5 separate regions of the Sus scrofa genome follow, and regions 1, 2, 3 and 4 are each linked to region 5. A link is a contact called in public targeted proximity ligation data. All regions are on one chromosome and are shown on one strand. The core of a region is the stretch at or near the end of the contact, and the rest is flanking DNA. Distances in the headings are between cores, read along the strand shown. Region 1 has its middle 180 kb from the start of TRIB1. Region 2 has its middle 160 kb from the start of TRIB1. Region 3 overlaps NSMCE2 (E3 SUMO-protein ligase NSE2). Region 4 overlaps NSMCE2 (E3 SUMO-protein ligase NSE2). Region 5 has its middle 32 kb from the start of TRIB1.

Region 1 (4,694 bases), core at 1,476-3,975, 150 kb before region 5:
ATGAGTCTCATCACAAAGAGACTCAGAATCCCAAAGACTCAGACTCTGGAAGACCATGGGAATCCATCTGGCCTGACCCCTCATTCCACAAGTGAGGCCTTGAAGAGGAAAAGAATGTGACTTGCCCCAAATCCTCTAGCTAGGGGCAGCCTGAAGCCCAGGCATCTGAATTCCCAGGTCATAGCCTTTTCGCAGCATTAACTTTACAAGGATGACTAGCACTTCAACTTAACAAAGGGATGTATTCCAGTAGTTGATTTTTTTTGTTTGTTTGTTTTTACAGCTGCACCTGCCGCACACAGAAGTTCCCCGGCTAGGGGTCAAATCAGAGCTACAGCTGCGGCCGACACCACAGCCTCAGCACCATGGGATCTGAGCCTCATCTGTGACTTATGCCGCAGCTTGCAGCAATGCCAGATCCTTAACCCACTGAGCAAGGCCAGGGATCAAACTCTAATCCTCAAAGACAGCATCAGGTCCTTAACTCACTGAGCCACAATGGGAACTCCTAACAGTTGATTTCTAAGACAGTTGTTTGGATCTTTGTACTCATTTTCCCGTAGAAACAAAGTTATCTTGGCTGATTATGGTCCCAGACTGGCTGTTTAGCCCACAACCAGGGAAAGAAGGAAACTTCCTTCTCCCAGTTAATGTGAAATCCAGAGGCGGATCAGCCTCTCTTTCCCAGGGCAGAACAGAAGAGCCTCCCCATCTCCTTGCTTTACCATTAAGGGGGTGCTGGCGGGGGGAACCACCCTGCCTCCATCACTCCTCTCTCATCACAGCCAGACTCTCCCACAGTGGTCACTCCTGTGGCTGCAGGGCCAACAGCAGAGCAGACTCCCCTGGAAGGCTGGAAGCAGGGTTTTTTGTTTTGTTTTGTTTTGTTTTGTTTTGGGGGGGTTTCGTTGTTGTTTTTGCCCTTCAAACCTTTGCACTGTTGGCACTCCCCTAGTCACTGGCCCACCTCAGGCCTGCAGTTGTCGCCGTGGGGTCTGAATCAGCATCTTCAAAGTACAGGCATTATTATGAGATCATTTTACATTTGGAAAAATGAAAAAAAAACAAAAAAACAAAACCTCTTTTACTTTTCTACTATAAGTGCAACGAGGTAAAACTCACAGGTACCCATGGGAAGTGCTCTTAGAAGGTGAGGAGAGAGGGAAGACGCAGAGGGGATGCGTTCTCTGGGGGTGAATGCTCCGTTCTCTGGGGCCGCCGTGGGTTCAGTCTCCTGTGGTTTGGGGCAAGAATTCCTTCAACAGCTGCATGGTGGCCCAAACTTGATCTCTGGTTTTAGACATGCCACTTGCCATCGGTGAGCTCCAATTTTAGCAACCAAGCATCCCCATAGAGAGGAACTACTCATCTACCCCAAAATGAGAATGAGGACAAATTTCCTGGGAACTTAAACCAAAATGCAATTTGGGAGTGAATGCAGAAAAAGAAACCGAAATACACTTTCTGTTCTGCAGGTCGAAACACAGAGCTGTAGTTCCTCAAAACTTAACCCTACCTCCCAGCTGAAGAGAAGAGGAAATCAAAGTCTGTACAGCTCTGGCAGCAGTCATGCTCCAGAACTCTTCATGAAGCTTCCCTACCCTGCAGAGTCGGAAGTGACTCTTCCCCATCCCCCACCCATGCTCCTGTCCCTTGTTCCAACTGGCACATCCCACCGGGTCATTCACACGGGCAGCACCATGCCCGCCATGCCCCCACTTGGAGGGGGGATAATTTCCACCAGCTGTAGTGTGAATGGCGCCCCCTGAGTTGGGTCCCACTTCTGCCAGAACATCTTGCGGATGGCCATGATTTAAGGCTGACACTTACAAGGAGGCCACAAGCTCCTAGGTGAGTTCCTGTGACTTCTGCGTCCCTGGCACCCAGCACAGTGCCTAGTATGGAGTAGAATCTCACTAGAAACTCCTAGGGATTTCAGAAGCAATGAATGTGAAAGGAGAGTCAGCACCCCACTTAGACAGGAAGTAAGCAATTACTTTAAATAGGAGCAGCATCCTAATTAGAGTGTGGATTGTTCTTGAAATAACCTTAGATACTTTATTAGCACCATGCTGTAACCAACTGAACTAACCGGCCGGCCCGTGTGAAATAACCTTAGATATTTTAAAGGGTAGATATAACATAGTGATTAAGATCTCTGGGTCCGAAGTCAGAAGGATCTGAGTTTGAATCCCTGCTCCACAACTGCTGAACCATATTCCCAAACCTCTCTAAGCCTAGGTTTCCTCATCTGGGAGGGCCCACTGAGATCACACCTTAGCCCACTGCCTGATACACAGTAATGTCTTGGTTGTAATGACAAAGTTATGTTGTTATGGCAATTAATCAAAAACTAAACATTAATCCTAAATGGCACATTTTAGTTATCAGTACTCATATCCCCCAAGAAGGAATATGCTGAAGACGTATTGAGTGCTCAGTTAATGTTTATTGAATGACAGAGAATGAGCAAGAGACAGAGAGAATGAGAATGAAGGTGGGGGAAGGTACTAAACCAGGAGTCAGAAGAGATACAGCTTCAGATCTGACATCACTAACATTGTGACTTTGAGTCAGTACCTGTCTGGATCTCAAATTGCTCCTTCTTAAGATTGAAGGGTATCAGATGGTGTCTCAGGTCCCTTCTCCTGGAACCCTTCCCCCAGAGAGGAGCCCTGTAGCCCCTGATCATTTTTGCAGTGTTCCCTCAGATCCTGCAGGTGGTGCTACTGAGTTAAAAAGAGAATTGTTTTTTTTTTTCAGCTTGGTTCCAACTGCCAAGTCTCTGCACCAACAACAGACTGGGAATTAGGGAAATGACTGACTTGTTGCTGAAAATGCCTGGGGCAGTAAACGAATCATTCCATTTCCTTTCTTCCCTAGTTGGCCTCTCCCCGGTGCCATGAAAACTTCAGGCCCTGGATTCTAAGTCCAGTTCCACCACTTCCTGGCCAGTGACCTTGGGCAAAGGCATTTGCCTTCTTGGAGCCTAGTCTTCAAAATGAGGCAAATAATACGGACACCCCTGGAGCCCTGGGAACATTAAACAGTGGTTATCAAATAGAAGAGTCCAGTGCCTGGCACATAGTAGGTATTCAAAAAATATCCATTCCTCTTTCATTCGTAAGGACTATGGCTAGTGCTTGAGAAGTAAGGAGCAATGTGCAGTAACAGAGTAATGAGATGAGCTTCCTAGGAGAGTCAGCATGAATCGAACCTTGTAGGATGGGGAGAGTTTTCCGGACGGATCATGAATTGTTGAATAAAGCCAATTAGATCTTCACATTTACTCAGTTGAAGTTTGGGGGGTTTTGTTTTTAGTTTTTTATGGCTGCACCCATGGCATATGGAAGTTCCCGGCCCAGGGATCAAACTAGCCGCTCTGCAGTGACCCAAGCTGCTGCAGTAGGACCTACTGCACCACAGCAGAAACTCCATTTTTTCGTTCCTTTTTTTTCTTTCTTTTTAGTGTCGCACCTGCAGCACATGGAAGTTCCTGGGCTAGGGGTCAAATTGGAGCCGCAGCTGCAGGCCTACACCGCAGCCACAGCAACATGGGATCTGAGCCACATCTGTGACCTACTCAAGCAGCTCACGGCAATGCCGGATCCTTAACCCACTGAGCAAGGCCAAGGATGGAACCCAAATCCTCATGGATACTAGTCAGGTTCTTAACCCACTGAGCCATGACGGGAACTCCCTGAATTTTGTTTTTTAACCCAGCGCAGTGGCCGCTGCACTCCAGTAGGGCAGAGTCTAGTAAGAGCAAGGCTTAGGATGGAAGTGACTGCAACAGAGGGAATTAGTCCTGTCCTAATGATGACGATGGTGATAACACTAAATCCCGGTGGGATTTGTGAATGGGAAGCGCTGGGTAAAACTGGCTCTGTGTTCAATCCTCCTCACAGAGACGCGGTCACTGTCTCTAGTTCTACTTGAGGAAACACACCGCCTCTCTGCAAGTGACGCAGGTGGGGTCTGAAATCAGACTGGAGGCTACGCTGGATGTGCAGCGCTGGGGGTACAAGGAAGAAGCAAGTCCACACTGTCGGTAGGTGGGAGGGAGGCCCGCAGAAGGAGGCCCGCAGAGGGAGGACACAAGACTCGGAGGTCTGGACGTGGGAACAGGGCATCGACTCTGCAGAGAGGCCTGCAGCGCTGAGCTCTGGAGTTCAGCCTGTTCCCGGAGAGGACGGGACTCACTGCAGGGTTCCAATCAGGGGGATGCTGAGGGGAAGGAAATGGGCCCCCGCTGCCTCTCCCCTCGCCCCCTCAGCCCCCAGGAATCTGGGCCAAGACAGAATCCTCGGGCTTCTAATTAACGTGCCCATCAAGGAGCCTGTCCAGCCTCCATGTGGCGCGTAAATAATTTACAGTGATGGAGCGTGTTTATGTAGGATGGCAGCCAGCAGCCTGCTCCTTCAGCCTCAGTGCTTCTTCTCGCTCCGCTGGCCAACAAGCTCCCCCAGGACCCACAGGGAGGAGTCAGAGGCTGGAGCACCCAAGGACTCCTTCCCATGTGCCCGTCCCTGGGGAGGCAAGGGAGTTCATGGTCCAGGACAGCTGAGGAGCGATGGGCCCCAGTTCCCAAGGAAATCATGTCCTCTTCCAACGAGTTAGAAAGGGTTGACGTGGCCTCGGGGATGGGGCCGAGGGCTGGGCTGGGAAGTAAGGAGCTGAGCCGGGTGGAGAAG
Region 2 (5,067 bases), core at 1,811-4,310, 130 kb before region 5:
TCCCCCCCTTTCTAAATGTAAGAGTCTTATGTGTTGTTATACCATGTGTTCCTCTTCCAGGATTCCCCTTTTCCCTGCAGCGCTGCTCACAGCAGGAAATGAACAGAGTAAAATGGAATCAGCCTTTAAATTCAGATTAAAAGAGGGATGCTAATTGGAGACACCTGATTTCAAGCTGTGGTCAAGGTTTTGGCCACCGGGATGGCTTGGATCAGCCAGTTCAGTGGGCTAAATATCACTCTGTTATTCCCCAGGGACCCTCCTACCTCTTGGCTTAAATAATTTCCTGTTACTCTATCATCATTCTTCCCTATTGCAAGCATATCCAGGGAAAGTACTTTACTGGTCAACACTTTTCATTGGTTCCATGACCAGTGCCCTCCCCGAGGTCTAGCCTCAACTCGCTGGAAAGCTAGCGTCTCCCTGTCTCAGCAGAGAAGCAGCCACAGAAGAAGGGCCCAGGAGGACCCTGAGGGGGAGATTCCATTCGGCCCCTGCTGACTTTTCCAACCCTACCTCCTCTGTATGCTTCTCAAGTTCCCCAGACCCCAGTCCTAAGCACCAACCACACTTGTCAAAGTCACCCCCAGCCCTTTCATGCCTCTAAGCTTTGTAGTTCTTTTTCTTCTTTCTTTTTAAGGCAGCGCCTGTGGCATATGGAAGTTCCTGGGCCAGGGGTCAAATCGGAGCTGCAGCTGTGGCCTACTGCACAAACATGGCAGCACCAGATCTGAGCCACATCTGTGACCTATGCAGCAGCTTGCCGCAGCACCAGATCCTTAACCCACCCAGTGAGACCAGGGTTCAAATCCCAATCCTCATGGACACTGTGTTGGGTTCTTAACCCACTGATCCACAGCAGGAACTCCTAAGCTTTGTAGTTCTTGTCTTAGCCAGGAATGCCCTTCCCACTGCTTTCCTCATTTATTAAAAGTCTATTCATCCTTCAAACCCCAGCTCAAACCAGCCCTTTCCTGAGGTTGCCAGTTTCTCCAGCTAGAATTTTTTTTTTTTTTTTTTGTCGTTTCTAGGGCCATACCCGTGGCTTATGGAGGTTCTCTGCCTAGGGGGTCTAATCAGGACTGTAGCCACCAGCCTACACCACAGCCCAGGGCAACGCCTGATCCTTAACCCACTGAGCAAGGCTAGGGATCGAACCCGCAACCTAGTCAGATTCGTTAACCACTGAGCCACGACAGGAACTCCTCTCCAGCTAGAATTAATCACTTCCTTTTCTTCATTTCCATAGTACTCAAACTCTGAGGGTTTTTTTTTCACTTATAATAATGCTTATTTTATTGGGTGGCTGAGAGAGTCAAAGGAAACAATGTGTGGAAAAGTCTTAGAAAAATATAGCAGACTATGTCCACATGGATTTGTATTGTGACAATTCTTCCCTCCAGGAGAGCATGGTTGTTCTGGCTGATGTTATGGTTTGCTTTGTACTTCCCTCCCTTTCCTGTATCAATTAGGGTATTTGGGGTTGTGTAATTCTGTCTACCTTGAGTACCGTCTCTATTAAAAATAAATACAAAAGGAATACATAGACTCCGTATCAGTTCAGAGATGAATTTGGCTGCAAGTAACAGAACCTCCAAACATAGTGGTTTAAAACAGTAAGGAGTTCTCAGCAAGGGGTCCAAAGGAAAGATGTTGCTGAGCAGGGTTGCTGTCTGTGCAGTCCTCCTAACCTCTTCCTCATGCTTATAAAGTATCTGCTACAGCTCCAACCATCACGTCCTTCCTCCATCCTGGAGCAAGGGGAAAGACATCCCCAGTAGATAGACATTTGCATCTCATGCACTAAGCCACACAGCTACCCCTCCCTGCAAGGGAGCCTGGGAAAGTGAACTCTGAGCTTTCCACCTTCTAGGACAGAGAAAGCATAGCTTGAAGGGAGTTGGGATGTGTGCTATTCTATCTGCCACAAGGAACTCTCAGGAAGAAGGAAGAGCTGATCATCCGGATGGTAGAAACTAACCTGCAGTTATCTTCAGAGTGCTGCTCACTCAGCCACTCAGCTCCTCTTGAGGTTCTTGAGTCATAATTTACTTTCCCGTAGTCTGACTTTCCAGCATGAGGCAAACGCCCACACTTGGCCGGAGGAATACAGGAACCTTGACCAGCAAGCCCCACAGTGTGGTATTGGATGAGAGACAGAATGAAAGAGCTGGGCAGATGAGAAACAATAAAATGCTCACATTGCCCTTATTAGGATGGGAGCTCCCCAAAGGCAGAACCCCTGACTTTCTCATCTGCTCATCGGCCGCTCTACCTGGCAAAATGATGTACTCAGTCAATCCACTGTGACTTGAATGATTTCATTCTTCAGCCAGGAGCATGAGTTTGTTTTCTCCCCCTTTGTTTTATTTTGTGTCATTGTCATTTTCATCCTCATGTAAGCATGGGTCTTGAAGCCAGATAGACCAGGAATGGAATTCCAGCCTCACTAAACCTCTTTCTGTGGCTTTGGTCAAGACACTTTACTCTCTGTGCCTCAGTTTTCTTCTCTGTAACATAGAAAGATTGAGGAGTTCCCGTTGTGGCTCTGTGGGTTAAGAACCTGACTAGTATCCATGAGGATGTGGGTTCGACCCCTGGCCTTGCTCAGTGGGTTAAAGGATCCAGCGTTGCTGTGAGCTATGGTGTAGGTTGCAGACGCAGCTAGGGTCCTGCATCTCTGTGGCTATGGTGTGGGCTGGCAGCTGCAGTTCCAGTTCAACCCCTAGCCTGGGAACCTCCATATGCCACAGTTGCAGCCCTTAAAAAAAAGAAAGAAAAGATAAGAAGATGGAAACCAATTGCATGAGGTTGCTATATGAATGGAACAACACAGGGTGTGTAAAGCACTTAGTAAGTATGTGGCCCATCTAGTCACTCTAATATCAAAGGCCTGTTATTATTTTTATGTTGGAATTTTAAGCAATGAGAGCACAATAAATAAGTCGCTCCATCCAATTCCCCAGGAATTCCTGTTTGGATTCCTACCAATGGCAGGTTTGATATTTGAGGAGAGAGCAAAGTTCTAATCTTTCCAGTTCATCCTAAAAATAGTCAGCTCTTCTCTGTACAATCTGTCAGCTCAGCAAGTCCCATCTAGGGAACCGGGAGATTGTGTAAGGCAATCTTTCTAAACCGGGGTCAAATGTTCTCCTTTACCCGAGAGTAACTCGCAAAAGATGCACATGAAGATAAGGGGTTGGCCCATTAGTGCGGGGGAGGGGATGTCTTCCCACCCGCGCTGGGGTCTGATGTCTGGAGCCGCAAGGATAAAATGCAACTGGCACCTTTTGCATTCTGGAGAGAAGGGATATTTTTCTCATGTTTATTCATTCAACCACGCAAGTCCATAAATGAAAGACATTTGCTGGAAGCTACTAGCTCAGAAACCAGTAAATGCAGAAGAGCAGAAGTAATTAAGTGAACCTGCCCCTGAGATCTCATGGTCAAGCCATTTATTGAAACCTTTAGGCATTCAACAACAATAATAATTAATATTTATTGAGCGTTTATTAGGTGCCATCCCTAGTTCTAAGACTTTATGTGCATCATTCACTCTTATTCCTTCTCTTTTTTTTTTTTTTTTTGCTTTTTGGGCCTGTACCTGTGGCATGTGGAGGTTCCCAGGCTAGGGGTTGAATTGGAGCTGTAGCTACCAGCCTACACCACAGCCACAGCAATGCGGGATCTGAGCCGTGTCTCTTACTCCACAGCTCGAGGCGATGCTGGATCCTTAACCCACTGAGCGAGATCAGGGATGGAACCCGAATCCGCATGGATACTAGTCGGGCTTGTTACCGCTGAGCCACAATGGGAACTTCCTCTTATTGCTTATCTTAACCTCATGAGATAAGGACTTTATCTTGGGTGCCAATGAAAACGTTGAGGTACCAAGAGATTAAATAACTTATCTGGACTTTTAGAAACTCCCTATCTGGGAAGCTTTCCATTGTTATGACCAGTGTAGGGGACTTCTAACATAGGAGGGGGTCACTCATTGTCAGAATCAGCAAAAGGGAGTTCCCGTTGTGGCTCAGTGGAAAGGAATCTGATTAGTATCCATGAGGGCGAAGGTTCAATCCTTGGCCTTGCTCAGTGGGTTTAGGATTCAGTGCACTTTATGGCTGTCAAACCAATGACATCCTCTGGACATTCTCAAGGGCTTCTCTAGGCTCATGCTCTTCCCTCCCCAAGCAGGTCTTTCCCATCACCTTCTCTAGTAGCCACATCCTGCTCATTTTGCAAAACTCAACTCCACTGCCTCTCTCAAAAATCAAGAAAAATTTCCAGGAATCCCCCACCATATTACCTAGGTATGATCTCTCAAACCTCTGTTTGTCCACCTCTGTTGGCCCCAACATTTTGCCAAAAATTATGTTCGGCTGTGTATCTGGCTTACTTTGTCTATGAAGTGAGTTCTCCTCCAAAGCAGAGGCCATGTGTGGTCAACTGTCTTATCTCCAGGGCCTGGCATTCCTGGGTTTAGTGCCCTGGTTCATGGGCACTAAACCCATATGCCTGGCTCACAGTATGCCCATGTAGGTGCTTGGCTGCCATTCACAGAATGGAATGGAAAGTGGAAATTCAAAAATGAGATAACGGGAGTTCCCATTGTGGCTTAGGAGGTTAAAAACCTGACTAGTATCCATGAGGATTCCGGTTCAATCCCTGACCTTACTCAATGGGTTAAGGATCTGGTGTTGCTCCAAGCCTCAGCGTGGGTCAAGGATGTGGCTCAGATCCCATGTTGTTGTAGCTGTGGTATAGGCTGGGGGCTAAGGCTTCAATTAGACCCCTAGCCTGGAAGCTCCATTTGCCACAGGTGCAGCCCTAAAAAGACAAAGAAAGAAAGTAGAAAGAAAGAAAGAAAGAAAGAAAGAAAGAAAGAAAGAAAGAAAGAAAGAAAGAAAGAGAAAGAGAGAAAGAAAGAGAGAAAGAGAGAAAGGAAAAGAAAGAAGGAAAGAAAGAGAAAAACGAGATAACACAAGGGAAATTCGTGCATCCCCAGGTTAGAGCGTGAGGAAGAGATGTCAGCAGATGCCATGAGCAAGAGAGACCAACAGGTTA
Region 3 (5,181 bases), core at 1,173-3,672, 220 kb after region 5:
GTGGTGAAGGGCATGGACTCTGCAGTCAAATTTTCTGGGTTTGAATCAAAAAGATTCAAATTGGGCAAACTGCTCGACCTCTCTGAGCCTCAACAGCCTCCTCTGTAAAATGGGGATGAATACCACCAGCCAGCTCACAGCAACTGGAACAGAACAGGCTACACAGGAAGTCATCAAAGAAGGTCCATGACTGTCAGTGGTTAACAAACAATGTTACTACTGTGATGTAATGACAGCCTTGTACCTAGCCTTTAAAAAAAGCATATGACTAATGTATTTAATAACTTGCACATCAGCCTTTCCGAGTTAAGAATGTACTTCTTGAAGGTTTGCTAATTTTTTTGTCTCAAATACCTCAGTTTCTGGCATATGAGAAGAGCTCATAAATGTCTGAGGATGGGAATGAATGAAAGGAAGAAAGCTTTGTGGATCAAATAAGGTTGTAATATTTGCCATATAAGTAAATTCAGATTTGACGAGCTTTTATTAAGTGCCTACTTTATGCCAGACCCTGCGTGAAGTCTTTATGTTGTTTTAACAAATGTAATTCTGTGTACAAAACAAATCTAGGTAACTGATAATAACAGAGTGACTACTGGGCTAGGCTGAGCTTCATTTAGACTAAGCCACCAAAGTTGACAACCCAAAAAGGGCTGGTTAACTCAACTCTGTGGAGTTAATTTTGAAGCCATACAAATAACTCATTTATATGCCACCAAAATGAGCAGCAAAGGGACCACATGACCAGCATGCAAGGGAAGGCTACAGCGGGACTGGCATTCCCTCCTCTAGATGGAGGGCAGGGTGATGGCACCCCTTCCGGGTACAATAAGCACCTTGGGGATATTTTTAGCACCCACAAAGCCCCAGTCGGAAAGCCCTGCTTTAAAGGATCTCTTTAACCACAGAATAAGGAACTATGTATTACATTCAAGACTTGGCAGCCACTCAATTTCCAAATGTTAGTTTTTCATGAAATCATCATATATCTCAGGGAAATTTCAGCTCGATCTCAGCTCTTTTACTTTTTTTCCTTTACTGGGAAGAAAATTCTAAGCCAGCATAAATGAGTAAGTGGATTTCAGTCCTCTGAAAGGGCTTTCTGGGTGTGGCTGAGATAGCTAGCTTTGAAAACTTAGCAACACAGGATACATTATGAGTAAGTTCTTTCCTTTTTTTTTTTTTTTAAACAATGATGCTAACTCACCAGATCCTTCTGAAAGAGTCCTTTTATTAATTTCAATGAAGTCAAGTAGAGAACAAGTTGTAATATGAAACACAATTTATGCAACTATGTTGAAATTCTCTGCCTGAGTTACATCTCCTAATGCAAGAATTTTATGGTAAAACAATTTCAAAACAACATCTAGCATTAGCTTAGGCTCATTTTGGTTTCAGGCTGTCTTTCTATACAAATCATAGAACTCCTGAGGCAAAATGATAGCGCCTTTAAGGAGGAGAAAAAAAAAAAAATCCTGTTCCCCACAGTTTATAATAAAAGAGCTGAAACTAAGCCTTGATTGAAATTATACTGTTAGGCAACTCCAGAAACTAAACACAAAAACATGGTAAAGATTGCAACATCAAGGGAAAACCATCTTCATCGATATCGTTTTAGATTCCCAGCCGTTCCTGACCCGAGCCCACATGAGAGCAACTGAACCTTCAGAGGCTTTCCCGCAGTCAGCCAACCAGCAACTCCCTCCTTCCTCAACCACGCGGGTTGCCCAGGGAAAGGCACGCAATACATTTAAAGGGCCAATAGAAATCCCGTGGGTGGGTTTGGTCCGCCTTTCAAAAACCAATGAACTTCCCATTATATAACCTTTAATACCAAGAGAGAAGTTTACAGTCACATACCCGACTAAACTATAAGGCAGGCTTCACTGCATGCCTCATCGTGGTTTTTTGTTGGTTTTTTTTTTTTTTTTTTTTTTTTTTAAAGAAGAAGTAAGGAAAAGTAAAAGAAAGAGTGTCCTGAATGACACAATCCATCTAACTCAGGTAATGTCAGAAAATTAATGAATCTACATGGTGGTACGACCTAGGCTTGCTTTTTGTGATGATTTTCAGGGCAATCTGAGGTTTTCAATCAGAAAAATGTAGGCATCTAAAAACATAAGCTCCATGACATTTTATTAATTCTTTATAAAATAAAGTCTTTTAACCACAGCAGAATTCTGAGAATCTGGCTTTTCCAGAAAGCCCAAGAAAAATACTTTAGTTTCACCATTCTCAAATTCATTTGACTTTGAAACAAAATAAACATATTACTCTATTTAATATCTTGCACAAGCGAATTCACAAGAATGAAATGTGTTCAGAGTTCCTAGAAAAAATGTAGCAATACAGGCTGCCAACTTGTTCAATGTCAAGCTCTAGGCAGTATAGCCACACTAGCAGTAAATGACTCAGAGTGAGTCACGCTTAAGCTATTTTTGCTTTTAAAGTACTGCCAGGCACTGTGTTAATATTCAACCCAGAGTAAATTTAGCCCAACAAGAAAACAAGTGTTTCCATGGCTGCTTCTTCACACTGTTTATGGTATATATGCAGCCATTAGGCACAGGAATCTAGCCAGATAAGTTAAGTAGAAATGCTCATCTATTATTTATATCCAGGCTTTGGAACACTGCAAACACGAAATGCATCTTAGGCTATTCTTTCAACTCCTTCTGTCTATCCGCCCCTCCAGACCCCAAAGAGCAACGACATAGAGAGGATACTATTAATGATTCATTTAAAAGTTTGTGCCGTGAAACTCTAGTGGACTGTTGTTCACGGATTTTATGTGGCTCTGTGTTAAGAGTCACAACGACCCATGTTTCTCTGATAGTGCGGCCACAGGGAAGTAAAGTGCTTTAAAAAGTATCTAGCAAAAACAGCAGGAAATGTGGGCTATAGATACCAAATAGAATCATTGCACAGTATCAAGTATAGTGAACAGTTAGCCTGGTAATGTGAACACTCAACAGGTGTTTAAAAAATAATGCCTGTTCTAATTTGAAAAGATACATGCACCCCAATGTTCACAGCAGCACAATTTACAAGCCAAGACATGGAAGCAACCTAAGTGTCCATTTATAGATGAATGGATGACAAAAGTGGGGTGTACATATACAAGAGAATACAGTTCAGCCACAAAAAAGAATGAAATAGTGCTATTTGCAGCAACATGGATGGACCTAAAGATTATCACACTAAGTAAAGTAAGTCAAAGCCGAATATCATATGATATCACTTATATGTAGACTCTAAAAAAAGATACAAATAAACTTATTTACAAAACAGAAACAGACTCACAGACATAGAAAACAAACTTATGGCTACCAAAGGGGAAAGGGGGTGGGAGAGGGATAAACCAGGATTTGGGGATTAACAGATACATACTATTATATATAAAACAAACAAGGACTTACTGTATAGCACAGGGAACTATATTCAGTATCTTGTAATAGCCTATAATGGAAAAGAATCTAGAAAACATGTATTTATATGTGTATACACACACACACACACACACACACATATAACTCAATCACTTTGCTATATACCTGAAACTAACACAACAATGTAAATCAACTATACTAGAAAAAAAATATATTGGTGGTGAGAGATGCATGGCTAATAACCGACTGATCTAAAAAAAAAAAAATTTCAGTTTTTCAGAATATGCTATTTTTATTCCAAATGCACATGGAATTCTTACACTTGAATAGCACAGTGACTATGAGATGGATGCTAGGGCTTTTCCCTAAATGGTCTGTTTACAGCTGTCAGAATCCTCAGCATTACCTACAGAATCTATGCTACAGTCATATACAGTGATTAACTATTCTGCTCAGTTAAAAAAAAAAAAAAATCCAAGCTATCCATTATTCCAGCCCAGGTTTTCAAATTAGGATGCATGAACCTCAGTATGCAAACTTTTGGAATTTTTATTTAAAGTTTTATCTAAAAAATGAGGGGAAAAAAACTAGGTCTTCCTAATAACATACATGCTGACATTATGCAGAATATGTATAAATCTGAATAAACAAAATATCAGGAGGTGTCTGCTCCTCTTGAGCAGAACCATCGAAGACACATGGAGACCACTGCTTTAGTGCACACACCGCCTGAAGGATGGAGTCCTTTCCTCTTCGCGGCTAGTGCTAGCCCACTACGCGTGTTCAGTTTTTTTCTTTTACATTCGAATGGTCACTGGCACAAAGGGAGTATAGTGGAAAAGCCTAGGTCAGCAAGCAACTGGAGAGGAGAGAGAAATGGTAATCTGAGCGAGGCTCGTCTGGAAAACAGCCATACAAAGAACCTCGGCCCAGCTGTAATGACAGGACTGGCACAAAGACAGCTGCTTAGAGTCAAAAAAAAAAAAAAAAAAAAAAAAACAACTGACGAGTTAGTTCTCGTATCAGAATGCCTAAGCCACCCAGACTGCCTGAAAGTTATAATGGAGGCTCAAAAGCTATTTTCAATGAACTTGAAAAAGCCTAGCACAAGTGTAGTTACCTAACAGACATCTTTCGAAACGCAGTTGGGGAACGACTGTGAAGGGGCTCCTCCATGGTGCAAAAGATGGAAACTCTTAACATCGTCTCTAACTTGCCTGAAGGGCATCATTTGTTCTCTTGGAAAGCAGCTAGCACATGGCTTGACCTACAGTAGAGGCTTAATAAATCTCTGCAACAAGCAGATAAAACATAAAACTGTATCCTCACAAACATCTTCTTTGAAACCCATGGGTTCTAAGCTCTGTATTCCTTACCTCTGTGATTACTGTAGAGGTAACTTTCAGAATCTGAAAGCCTAAAGGACAAAAAATAATTTATCAGAATTTCTTGCTTTTTGACTCCCTTGATCACTAACTCTACAAATATCCAGGATCCTACTCATCTCTACCTGGAAGTTCCAGATTAAAGGGAGTGTAAACCCTAATTAAATCTTCATAGAAAGACCATACTAAAATTTAGGCAAAGGCGGGGAGAAATGAAGAGTTGAAGCATGAGATTTTTAGGGCAGTGGAACTATTCTTTACAATATCATAATGGTGGATACATGACATTATGCATTTGTCGAAAACCCACAGGCCCCATTTGATCCAGTAATTCTACTTCTAGGTATAAAGAACTGAAAGCAGGGATGTGAACAGATATTTGCATACCAATGTTCATTAGTAGCACT
Region 4 (4,820 bases), core at 2,017-4,516, 180 kb after region 5:
ATAACAATACCTCCTCATTAGGAGGAACGAAGGTACAGGTGCAGTACACGCACCTGTACAGTGCTGAGTCTAACAGGGCATCTGTGCCAAGGCCGTCCTTCCATTTTTCTTTCCTTCCTTCTTTATTCAGATGTTTGCTGGGGCTCTACCACATGTCAGATGCTCTACCAGGCACTGAATGTACAATGAGGGACAATACACACGAGTTCGCCTTCATGACACGTAGAATAAAATGACACTACTCTACTCTATTACTAATTATCCTACAGACAGAGAGGAGAAGGTGGGCACATAGAATGTGTGAACCAAAGCAAAGAAAAGGTGTGTCCAGACAACAACAAGGCACCCAGCTTTTCAGGAGTAACAAAGAGGGTTTTGAGGTGTTGCATTACTTTGTTAGTGCTGAGTCTAACAGAGAAGAGTGGGAAAACGACTCAGCCACAGTAAGTTCAGGAGTGGATCAGACTGGCAGGTAGGTTTTATATCCTATCTCACTTCTCATCAGTTGGTAATGGCTTCCAGGGAGGCTCTAATGAGATGTACTCATGGCTGTTTATCACTGTTCGCGGTGGGCATTGCAGGGGCTGCGAGTGGGTTGGGCATTCTTTGTCTAAATGAAATTGGCAGCCTGTCTCTGGTAAAAAGCCATGTCTGGAAGAATCTGTGTCATTTCTTTAGCAGAGATCTAGAGCACTAGAGCAGGAGAGGAGCCCCAGAGGGGGAGGGAGACCTCCGGCTGACTGATAGCACAGCAGAAGGCCAAGAGATCAAAGGAGCACAGGGTGGTTGCAGGCGATGGCTTTAATGAACTGGCTTAATGTGGTATTCACGTTGGGCTGAGTCACCAAAAAGGAGCCAACAGATTGGAAAAAGTGAAGGAGGTTAGGGTTTGGAGACAGAGAGCCCTGTGTTCAAATACTACGTCTTCCAGTAAAATTAGCTTCTCTTCTTTCTGAACCTGGTTTTCATGATTAAAAAATATGGACATTAGTACTTACCTCACAGGGTTGTGGAATGACTAACACCCACTGTACAGTACCTAAAACACAACAGATGCTCAGCAAACAGTACATCCCTTCCTCTTTTTCTGAAGTGATTGGACATGGATACAGAGGTCATTGTGTAGGTCTAGACAAAAGGAATGCAAAATTTGAGAAGTTGCAGGGTAAACATCCAGCATGGGTGGGCTTGGCAGCAAAAGAGAAAACACACACGACTAGAGTTCAGGACATCACGGAGAAAGATGAGGTGAGATGAGGACAAGTCACTGGGTTGGCTGGCTGGCTGGCTGCGGGCACAGTCTTGTACGCTGGGTACCACAGGAAGATACAGGGAGGCACAGGAGTGGTTTACCTCTGGGGGTGTTCACAGCCCCCTGAGGAAGATTGTTTTTAACCCAAAGTTATAATATACAATGTTAAATATGCCTAAGAATTAGGTACAAATGACACAGGAGAGTCAGGGAACAGGGGACAGGGTAGGAGAGAAACTGGGGAAAGTTTCATGGCAACTGCAACGAGAGTTGAATCAAAGGACGTCACATTTTTCCTAAATGGTATGAAAGACACTATTCTCTGAAGCATATGTGAAAACGAAGAGAGGAGTGAAGAGTCCTTTCCAGCTTAGCCATCAAAATCATACAGGATAAAAGCAAAAATAGGGAAAAGGGGGAAAAAGAAATGGATCAGGTGCTGAAGCCACCTGGGATAACTTATTCTATTATTATCTTCATTCTCTTCGGATTGGCCAGAAAAATGTCAAGACCAATCAAGCACAAATAGATTCCTATCATTAGAAGTCTAACCCTAGTTAGTGAAACTGAAGATTCATTTATCCTATAGAAATCAGTCTAGTCATGCAAATAAACATGACCAGAACTGGCAATGTTCTGGCCCCCAAAACATTTGCCCAGTGGAAAACTGGTAGCTGATATCCAGTCAATTGGGAGAGGAACTTGCCTCACAATTCAGAAAGCAACTAGTTTTTATTTTATTCTTTTTTGTGTGTCTTTTTAGGGCCACACCTGTGGCATATGGAAGTTCCCAGACTATGGGTCGAATCTGAGCTACAGCTGCCAGCCTACGCCACGGCCACAGCAATGCCAGATCTGAGCGGCACCTGGGACCTACACCACAGCTCACGGCAACGTGGGATCCTTAACTCACTGATCGAGGCCAGGGATCAAACCCTCGTCCTCATGGATCCTAGTTGGGTTCATGACCACTGAGCCACAATGGGAACACTAGCAACTAGTTTTTAAAACCTAGTCGTGTCTTTAAAAAAGTAGGTGAACTAAAAATAAAATCACTACATTGACAGGAATTAAAATGAAATCAGTACTAGGAACTTTCACTGAATGTTTAAAAACCCTGTTGTGCTACTTGATCTTGGAACCGCCTCAGTTTTAGTAAATGAGTTAAAACATTTTTTGGTTTCATTTTCATTATTTGTCTGTTGTGAAATCTTGAATGCTTGAAGTTTTCCACTGCGCTCAGGTTCCTCCACCTATCAAACCGTAGGGGTTAGGCTTCACCTGGATGCTGGGGGCGAACAGGGAGGAGTCATGGGGTCGGGAAACCTTCCTTGAACCCAGGTGCAGAGGCCCCTTCTCAAGAGCTCTGCAAGTCCCTGGAGAGTGACATCACCACGTCGGTGAATCACCGGCAGTCCCATCCATCTTGCAAAAGGAGAGGAACTTGAATGCAGCATGAGTTATGCTGAACAGGGCAGAAGAGGCACCTGGGGCGGTTGGGGGGGTGAGGTGTGGGGGAGGGCTTGAGAAAACTGGGCACCTACCAGCTCCAGGTGCCATCAGAGCACCAGCAGGTTCTCAAGAAATGACCACATTCAAGAGATCTCAAATTCTCACACATAATACAGCAACCCAATTCCACAGGTATAGAAACTACGTCATGGAAGGGCACCAGCTGACTCCAATCCACCAATGGAGCCAGAAACAGGGCTAGAATTAAGAAACGAGCCTCCAACTTTTCTGCCCACTTCCTAGCCCACTCCAGTGACCTGAAAGGCACACTTCAGAGGACAGTGATGAATCACAATCATACTGCGGTAGGAAGAATTAGATAACAACCAGTTGCAACTTCAAATATGTTCACAAACTGTAGGCTGGAAAGGTAGTTTTAAAACCCACTTTTCAATTCTTTTGAACTAAAACCAAATTTAGGACGCTACAGAAAGGCAGTTCAAACAAAAGCTAATTTTGTTTAATGAACTAACCAGGAAGGCATTGTGAAAGTCTTGTGCAACTAAATGCTTAGCTAATTACTGTGAGATCAAATAACTGTTACCATAGTTACCGCACACTGTTTTCCATAATAACTTTTATCACTTCAATAAATCTTTGTGACGCAACAAATATAAAAAGTTTACTGTAACATGACTATAATGTTTTGGAAGGCACACACTGATGACTGACCTCTTGAAATTACCTGCCCATATTTGTCAGTGAACAAGGGCTGATAGTGTGTCTAGTTGACTCCAATATCAAAATGTTTCACTGGCTTCTTGTAAGAGGCTGTAATTCCTCAAAAGTTGAATTTACCTGGTCCAGTCATTCAACGGAAAAATCAAAAGGCCCTTAGAGCATTACATCTTGTCTCTGAATGAGCTTAAAAATAACAGCAACCATTTATGAAGCCCTAATTGTGGGGTTCCATGCCAGGCAGCTGACATACATCATTATCTAATCCTTCCTACACTGCTGCTGGAAAGAACCTGGTGTGGTGTCATCCAGCTTCCTCTTGGGAGAGATTTCAACCCAGGTCTACTGAGCTCCAAAGCCAGTTTTCTTTCCACTATACCACACAGCTTTATATGTACACAAAAAAACCCAAAAAACAAAAAAAACAAAAAAACCATTTCTATAATTATTTTCTTGCTGCTATGTGTAGTGTTAAAGCTCCAGTGAACTGCCACAGAAGACTCCCTGATACAAGGCCTGGCTGGTCAGTTAGCTGAAATGATGTCACTTCACTGGATGTCACTGGAAATTGGAAATTCCTTCCCTGGATATACTGGAAGACTTAGTTATATGACTATTTCCAGCAACATCCCCCAACCTCCTGGGGGGCAGTGGGACTTAGTCATTTTGTTACTTTCACTTTTTCCTTATCTTGCCCTTTCCTAGAATTAAATGCTAAGATTTTTGAATACGTGAAGTCACAAACATGGCCTAAGAAGTTAAGATGGACAATAAACATGTAATATGAGTATGATAAGATAAAGGAAACTACAGACTCAAAATTCAGAGGCCGTATAGCCTTGAGCAAGTCACTGAGTACCTCTCTGGGTTTTCCCATCTTAAAAAAGGGGCAATAATCCCCACCTACTAACTCACAGGGTTATTATGCAGATTAATTATTTCATGTGGTTGAGTTCTCTGAAGACACAAAGTGCTAAGTAAACAATCGTTACTGAAGTGAAACATAGAACACACGCGTGATTATAGAGCATTAAAAAGCAGGACTAAGAGGGAAGGATGAATTAGTAGAATTGGATTAACATATACAGACTACTATATATAAAACAGACAACCAACAAGGACCTTACTGAATAGCACACGGAACTATACTGAACATTTTGCAATAATCTCTAAGGGAAAAGAATCTGAAAAAGAATATATCTATATCTATCCGTCTGAATCACTGTGCTGAACACCTAAAACTAACATGACACGGTCAATCAACTCCTACTTCAATAAAAAAACTAATTAATAATAAATGAAAAATAGCTGAAATAGTAAAAATATTAGTTGATCAAAATCTCACCCTATATAAATTTTTTTAAATTAAGATTGTGAG
Region 5 (5,293 bases), core at 1,520-4,019:
GCAGATGGAGGTTCCCAGGCTAGGGGTCTAATCAGAGCTGTAGTTACCGTACTACGCCAGAGCCACAGCAACACGGGATCCGAGCCCCATCTGCAACCTACACCACAGCTCACGTTAACCACTGAGCTTCGACGGGAGCTCCCTAAATCTGGATTTTTAAAGAGAAAAATACACAGTGTAATGCAAAAGAGAGTGCCCGAACTTTGGCTTCAGGAGGCCTGAGCTTAAAGCTGCATCTCTCACGGGAGTTCTCGCTGAGGTTCAGCGGATTACCAACCCGACTAGTATCCATGAGGTTGTGGGTTCAATCCCTGGCCTTGCTCAGTGGGTTAAGGATCTGGCATTGCCATGAGCTGTGGTGTAGGTCGCAGACGCAGCTCAGATCTGGCGTGGCTATGACTGCGGCATAGGTCAGCAGCTACAGCTCCAATTGGACCCCTAGCCTGGGAACCTCCATATGCTGCAGGTACGGCCCTGAAAGAACAAAAAATAAAATAGAGCTGCTATATAATCCAGCAATTCCACTCCTGGGGGCAATCCAGAAAAGATGAAAACTCTTAATTCCAAAAGATACATGTATCCCAATGTCCACAGCAGCACTATATATAATAGCCAAGACATGGACACAACTTAAGCGTCCATCAACAGATGATAGGTTTAAGACAGTGGTGTATGTACGTATATACAATGGAATATTACTCAGCCATAAAAAAGAATGAAATATGGAGTTTCCCTGCTTGTGGCTGGGGTTGCTGCCGTGGCACAGGTCCGAGTCCTGGCCCTGGAAATTTCACATCACATGAGCATGGCCGGAAAAAAAAAAAAAGATATACAAGCTCCAGAGATATTTGTCAAGATTGCCATGTGTACATGGAAGTTTAGTAAGGTAAAAAAGGGAGAATAATTTACTTAGAATAACTTGTACTACAAAAAAATTCAATTAATTATGATCTATACCTACTGCCCACCAAAAGATAAAATCCAGTTAGATCATATGGTTATTTGTTCATCCACTTACACCCACTGTGATGGCCAATTTTATGGGTTTACTTGATTGGGCCACAGATACTTAATCAAATATTATTCTAGTTGTTTCTGTGAGGATGTTTTTGGATACCGTTAACACATAAATCCGCAGACTGAGTAAAACAGATCACCCTCCCTCATGCCAGCAGGTCTCATCCAGACAGTTGAAGGCCTGAAGAGAACAAAAAACTTGACCATTCCCCCTATCAAAGGGAATTCTTCTTTTCTGACTGCCTTTGATCTAGGACAATAACTTTTTTACTGCCTTCAGACTCAAACTAAAACATCGGCTCTCCTGGGTCTCCAGATTGCCAGCTGCCAGATCTAGAAACTTGAGAGCCCCCATAATTATGTGAGCCAATTCCAATAAATAAAAAATAATAGAAAGATGATAGATAGATAGATAGATAGATAGATCCTATTGGCTATATTTCTTGGGAGAACCTTGAACTGCCTACATCAACTGCCTTTTTTTTCTACATATGAACTTAGATATAAATGATGAGAGAAGTTATATTCATAATAGCCCAGAAACGGAACTGCTTATGTGTCTATCAACAGGAGAATGAACAAGCAAACTGTGATATATCCATACAATGGAATACTACTAAGCAATAAAAAGGAATCCTGCTGGTATACACAAAACTACGGGAGCATCTCAAAAGCGTTATGCCAAGGGAACAAAGCCAGATAGAGAAGACCACATACTATATGTTTCCATTTATACAAATCTCTGGAAAATGTGAATTTAATAAACGGCAGCTATGAGCAGATCGGTGGTAATTGGGACCAGGTACAAGGGAATATGGGATAATAGAAATATGTTGCATATCATAACAGAACAAAGGGTGGGGGAAAAAATGTAATTGTAATGTATACATGTAAGGATAACCTGACCCCCTTGCTGTACAGTGGGAAAATTTAAAAAAATTATTAAAAAAAAAAAAAAAAAGCCTATCAAGGAACATAAAAAAAAAAAAGAAATATGTTGCATATCATGATTATAGCGGTGGTTACATGGGTGTATACATTTGTTAAGCTCATCAAACTATATGCAGTTTATGCATCCTATTTATGTAAATTATACCACTCAAATTGGAACTCGAGCTTCCCAGAGGCCAAAGCAAAAAGAGAAAAAGAAATATTCACAAGCTTTCCTATGCCCAGAGGAGAAAAATTGCAAAGTTCATAAAATAAAATTGGATCACAGAGATATGGTGGCTTCTGAGCATTGTGGGAACACAGAAAAGGAAGTGACTCATTCTGTTTGGGAAAACCAGGAAATGCTACAGAGATGAGGGTAGGGGGAAAAAAATTGCTAATGCTGACTGTTTGGGGAACGTGGATGTGAGAGGGTGGGATCGGGCTTCTGGATGGGAAACAATCAGCTTAACTCATTTCCTAGTTGTCCTTCAACTCTAAAGAGGGGGGATCGGAGGTCACATTCTCAGGAAGCAGGAAGCAGGCTGGGGCCAGAGCCTCCGTCTCTGCAGGGCCTGAGGAAGGAACTGTCACCCCACAGCCGGGAGGGGACATGTCATTTATTTACCCACCAGTGTGTCACAGATCCCTCCAAACGAGGCTCAGAGCCCAGCTGGACCTTGTCTGGAAGGCCTTCGCTGGGTCAGCACTAACCCTCTGGCTGCCGGTGTGTGCGGAGGTGGGGGTCCCCGGGGGAGGGTCGGAGCTGCGGGAGAGGCGAAAGGATGACCAGCCCGTTCAGAGCGTGTTAGGATCTTAGCAGGCGATCCGGCTGCTGTGTGGGTCCGTTATCAGCGGTGGCCCCTCCCACGCGGATGGACCTCCCCTCCCAGCTGCCTTCCGCAGCCAGAGTCAGGCCTGATTATCACCAGCTAATGAGAATTCCTGGTCTTGGTCATCTGCCCACTTTCAGGAATTTGCTATTCATGAGAAATGTCAACTTTACGAAAACGAGCCCTGTGTGTCAGCTCTTTTTCCCACATTCAGGGTTTACAGCTGACAGGAGTTTGTTTCACATGATTTGCTGATGGGAGAAGAGGTCGTAATCCAGGAAACAGCTCTAGCAAATCATCCCTGAGCCAGCAGGGTGTTCTGGAACATTCTTTTTATTTTTCCCCTTAGAAACCACTTGAAAAGGGAAGCGTTGGGATTTAAACAAGGTTAAAGTGGAAGACTTGGTGCCCAAAGGGTTCATGTTCCCAGGGTAGCCCAGAATGGCTACAGGATTGAGAAGGATTCTGGAAACTTCGAGGGAACCCCCAGTGCCTGCCAGAGGAGAATTGTTATTCAGGAGTATAACACCTCATGATATGACATTGTTTTATTCACTCATAGGATTGAAACTAGTGAGTCCACTATGTAGACAAGGATAAAATGCAAGCTCTCTGGTCCCGGGTAAGTAGTGCGGCTCATTTCAACCAAGCACCATCCCCTCAAGCACGTCTGGTCATTTGACTTTCTTTTTGCTCCTAATCTGACTTCTGGACCAACAGAGAATTAACTTCATAAAGATAACAATGCCAGCCTGTGGAATTCTCACAGGGCATGTCCAGAGGAGGCATATGCTTTTGACCACAAGACTGGGAAGGGATATTTCTGAGGGAGAACTAACTTCCTTAAAGGGAGAGACCCTAGCTTTTAGGGGTTTGAAACAATAACTCTGGATGGAGCCAAGCACAGGAAATATTAAAGCTCTCCAAACACTCAGAGAGAACAGGAAGGGCCTGCCACCCATCCCCAAGCAGTGCCGGGTCTCCTCCAGGGCTCATCCAGCCTCCACCAAGTTCCCAAAGAAACGTGACATCCTAGAGCCATAATCCTGATGAATGGGTTTGTATGGCACCCCAATGTTTATGAGGGCTCTCAACCAAGCTTCCCACAGCCCACCAAGGAAGGTTGAGAAGGCTTTACTGAGATTGAGACACTGAGGCTAGGAAAAAGACCCCAAGCTCATTTAGTTAGTCAAGGGAAAAACAGCCTAGTTGTCAACAGCTTTGTCTCTGCAGTCTTGCTGAAACCCTGGCTGGCTGCCTTCAACTCATTGCCTTACTCCCTGGAGCTGGTTCCCTGCCCCTGCAGTATGGCGCATGCTCCAGGAATGGGGTTCCATGGCCACACTACCAGGGGTCAGAGCTCCATCATGTACCAGTTGAGTGACGGTGGACAGGTTATTTCACCTCTGTGCTTAGTTTCCTCATCTCTAAGATGGGGATGATACTGGTACCCAAGGCACATGACACTCAGCAACATATGGGGGAGAAAGAAGCCAAACAAACCCAAAGGGCTACACTGCATGATTCATTCTCCTTGTTATTCAAAGTGGGCCAGCAGCTTAATGAGTATGGGGTTTCCCTGCAGAGCGATGAAAATGTTTTGGATCTGGATGGAGATGATGGTTGCACAACATTGCGAATGTACTAAAGGCCCCTGGAACGTCAACTCATTCATTTTCTTATGCGAATTTCACCTTCATAAAAATAATTTTTTTGAAATGGGCCGAACTCATCTCTACTGCTAGAGGTCAAAAGCAGGGTCACTTGTGGGTGGGGCTAAGACTGTAGTAAGTGGGAGAAAGCCTAGGGAGCCTGTTGGGAGAGGTTCTGTGCCTTAGTCTAGGTCCTGGATGATCACAGAGGTGAAACTGCTCAAGCTCCGTGCTTGAGATGGAGGCACTCAGAGGGTTACTGTGAAAAGGAAATGAGATGGGCTGCAGCGAGCTCTCTAAACAGCCCTGGCACGTAATAAATGCTCGAGAATGTGGAACTCCCCTTAGTAGGAGTATCATCTCATAATATGAGGAGGATCGGATGACACAATACACACAGGGCTTTTAGTACAGGAGCTGGCTTTTTGTATGCTACCCCACCCCCACCCCTAACAGGCCATTTTCATTAATTTTAAATTGAACCCAAACCTTCTAGCTCAAGATTCAGAGCGTTTTGCAAAGCACCATGCTGCCCACCCCTAGGGCTTGGTTTGACATTAGCTTTGTGGAAAAGAGCCAAGGGCTTGGAGTTTCCACTGCGGCGCAGGGAGATCAGTGGTATCTCTGGAGCACTGGGATGCTGGTTCCATTCCAGGCCCGGAACAGTGGTTCAAGCATAAAGATCTGGCATTGCTGAGCTGTGGTGTAGGTTGTAACTGAGGCTTGGATCTGATCCCTGCATGCCTCAGGGCAGCCAAAAAAAAAAAAAAAAAAGAGCCAAGGACTTAAGGATTAAGGGTTGGTACAACACGGCACTCCCTCTGGATAAACTGAGTTACCTCCCTAGGGCCAGCCTGGATA

What was found.
Region 1: a contact with region 5 is called in a targeted proximity ligation map of skeletal muscle. A contact is called at or near these places in 5 of 47 Hi-C or Micro-C datasets (alveolar macrophages, liver, omental adipose tissue and 1 more) and 2 of 2 datasets of targeted methods (alveolar macrophages and skeletal muscle).
Region 2: a targeted proximity ligation map of skeletal muscle shows a contact between it and region 5. A contact is called at or near these places in 4 of 47 Hi-C or Micro-C datasets (alveolar macrophages, liver, omental adipose tissue and 1 more) and 2 of 2 datasets of targeted methods (alveolar macrophages and skeletal muscle).
Region 3: a targeted proximity ligation map of alveolar macrophages shows a contact between it and region 5. A contact is called at or near these places in 2 of 2 datasets of targeted methods (alveolar macrophages and skeletal muscle).
Region 4: a targeted proximity ligation map of alveolar macrophages shows a contact between it and region 5. A contact is called at or near these places in 2 of 2 datasets of targeted methods (alveolar macrophages and skeletal muscle).

The regions. Positions count from the first base shown.
Region 1 is chr4:14,114,861-14,119,554 of Sscrofa11.1, forward strand. No RefSeq gene overlaps it. Among named protein-coding and RNA genes, the nearest start is that of TRIB1, 180 kb to the right of the region's middle.
Region 2 is chr4:14,130,636-14,135,702 of Sscrofa11.1, forward strand. No RefSeq gene overlaps it. Among named protein-coding and RNA genes, the nearest start is that of TRIB1, 160 kb to the right of the region's middle.
Region 3 is chr4:14,487,844-14,493,024 of Sscrofa11.1, forward strand. The region is part of intron 4 of NSMCE2 (E3 SUMO-protein ligase NSE2); the gene reads right to left. Among named protein-coding and RNA genes, the nearest start is that of WASHC5, 110 kb to the right of the region's middle.
Region 4 is chr4:14,439,290-14,444,109 of Sscrofa11.1, forward strand. The region is part of intron 4 of NSMCE2 (E3 SUMO-protein ligase NSE2); the gene reads right to left. Among named protein-coding and RNA genes, the nearest start is that of TRIB1, 140 kb to the left of the region's middle.
Region 5 is chr4:14,263,157-14,268,449 of Sscrofa11.1, forward strand. No RefSeq gene overlaps it. Among named protein-coding and RNA genes, the nearest start is that of TRIB1, 32 kb to the right of the region's middle.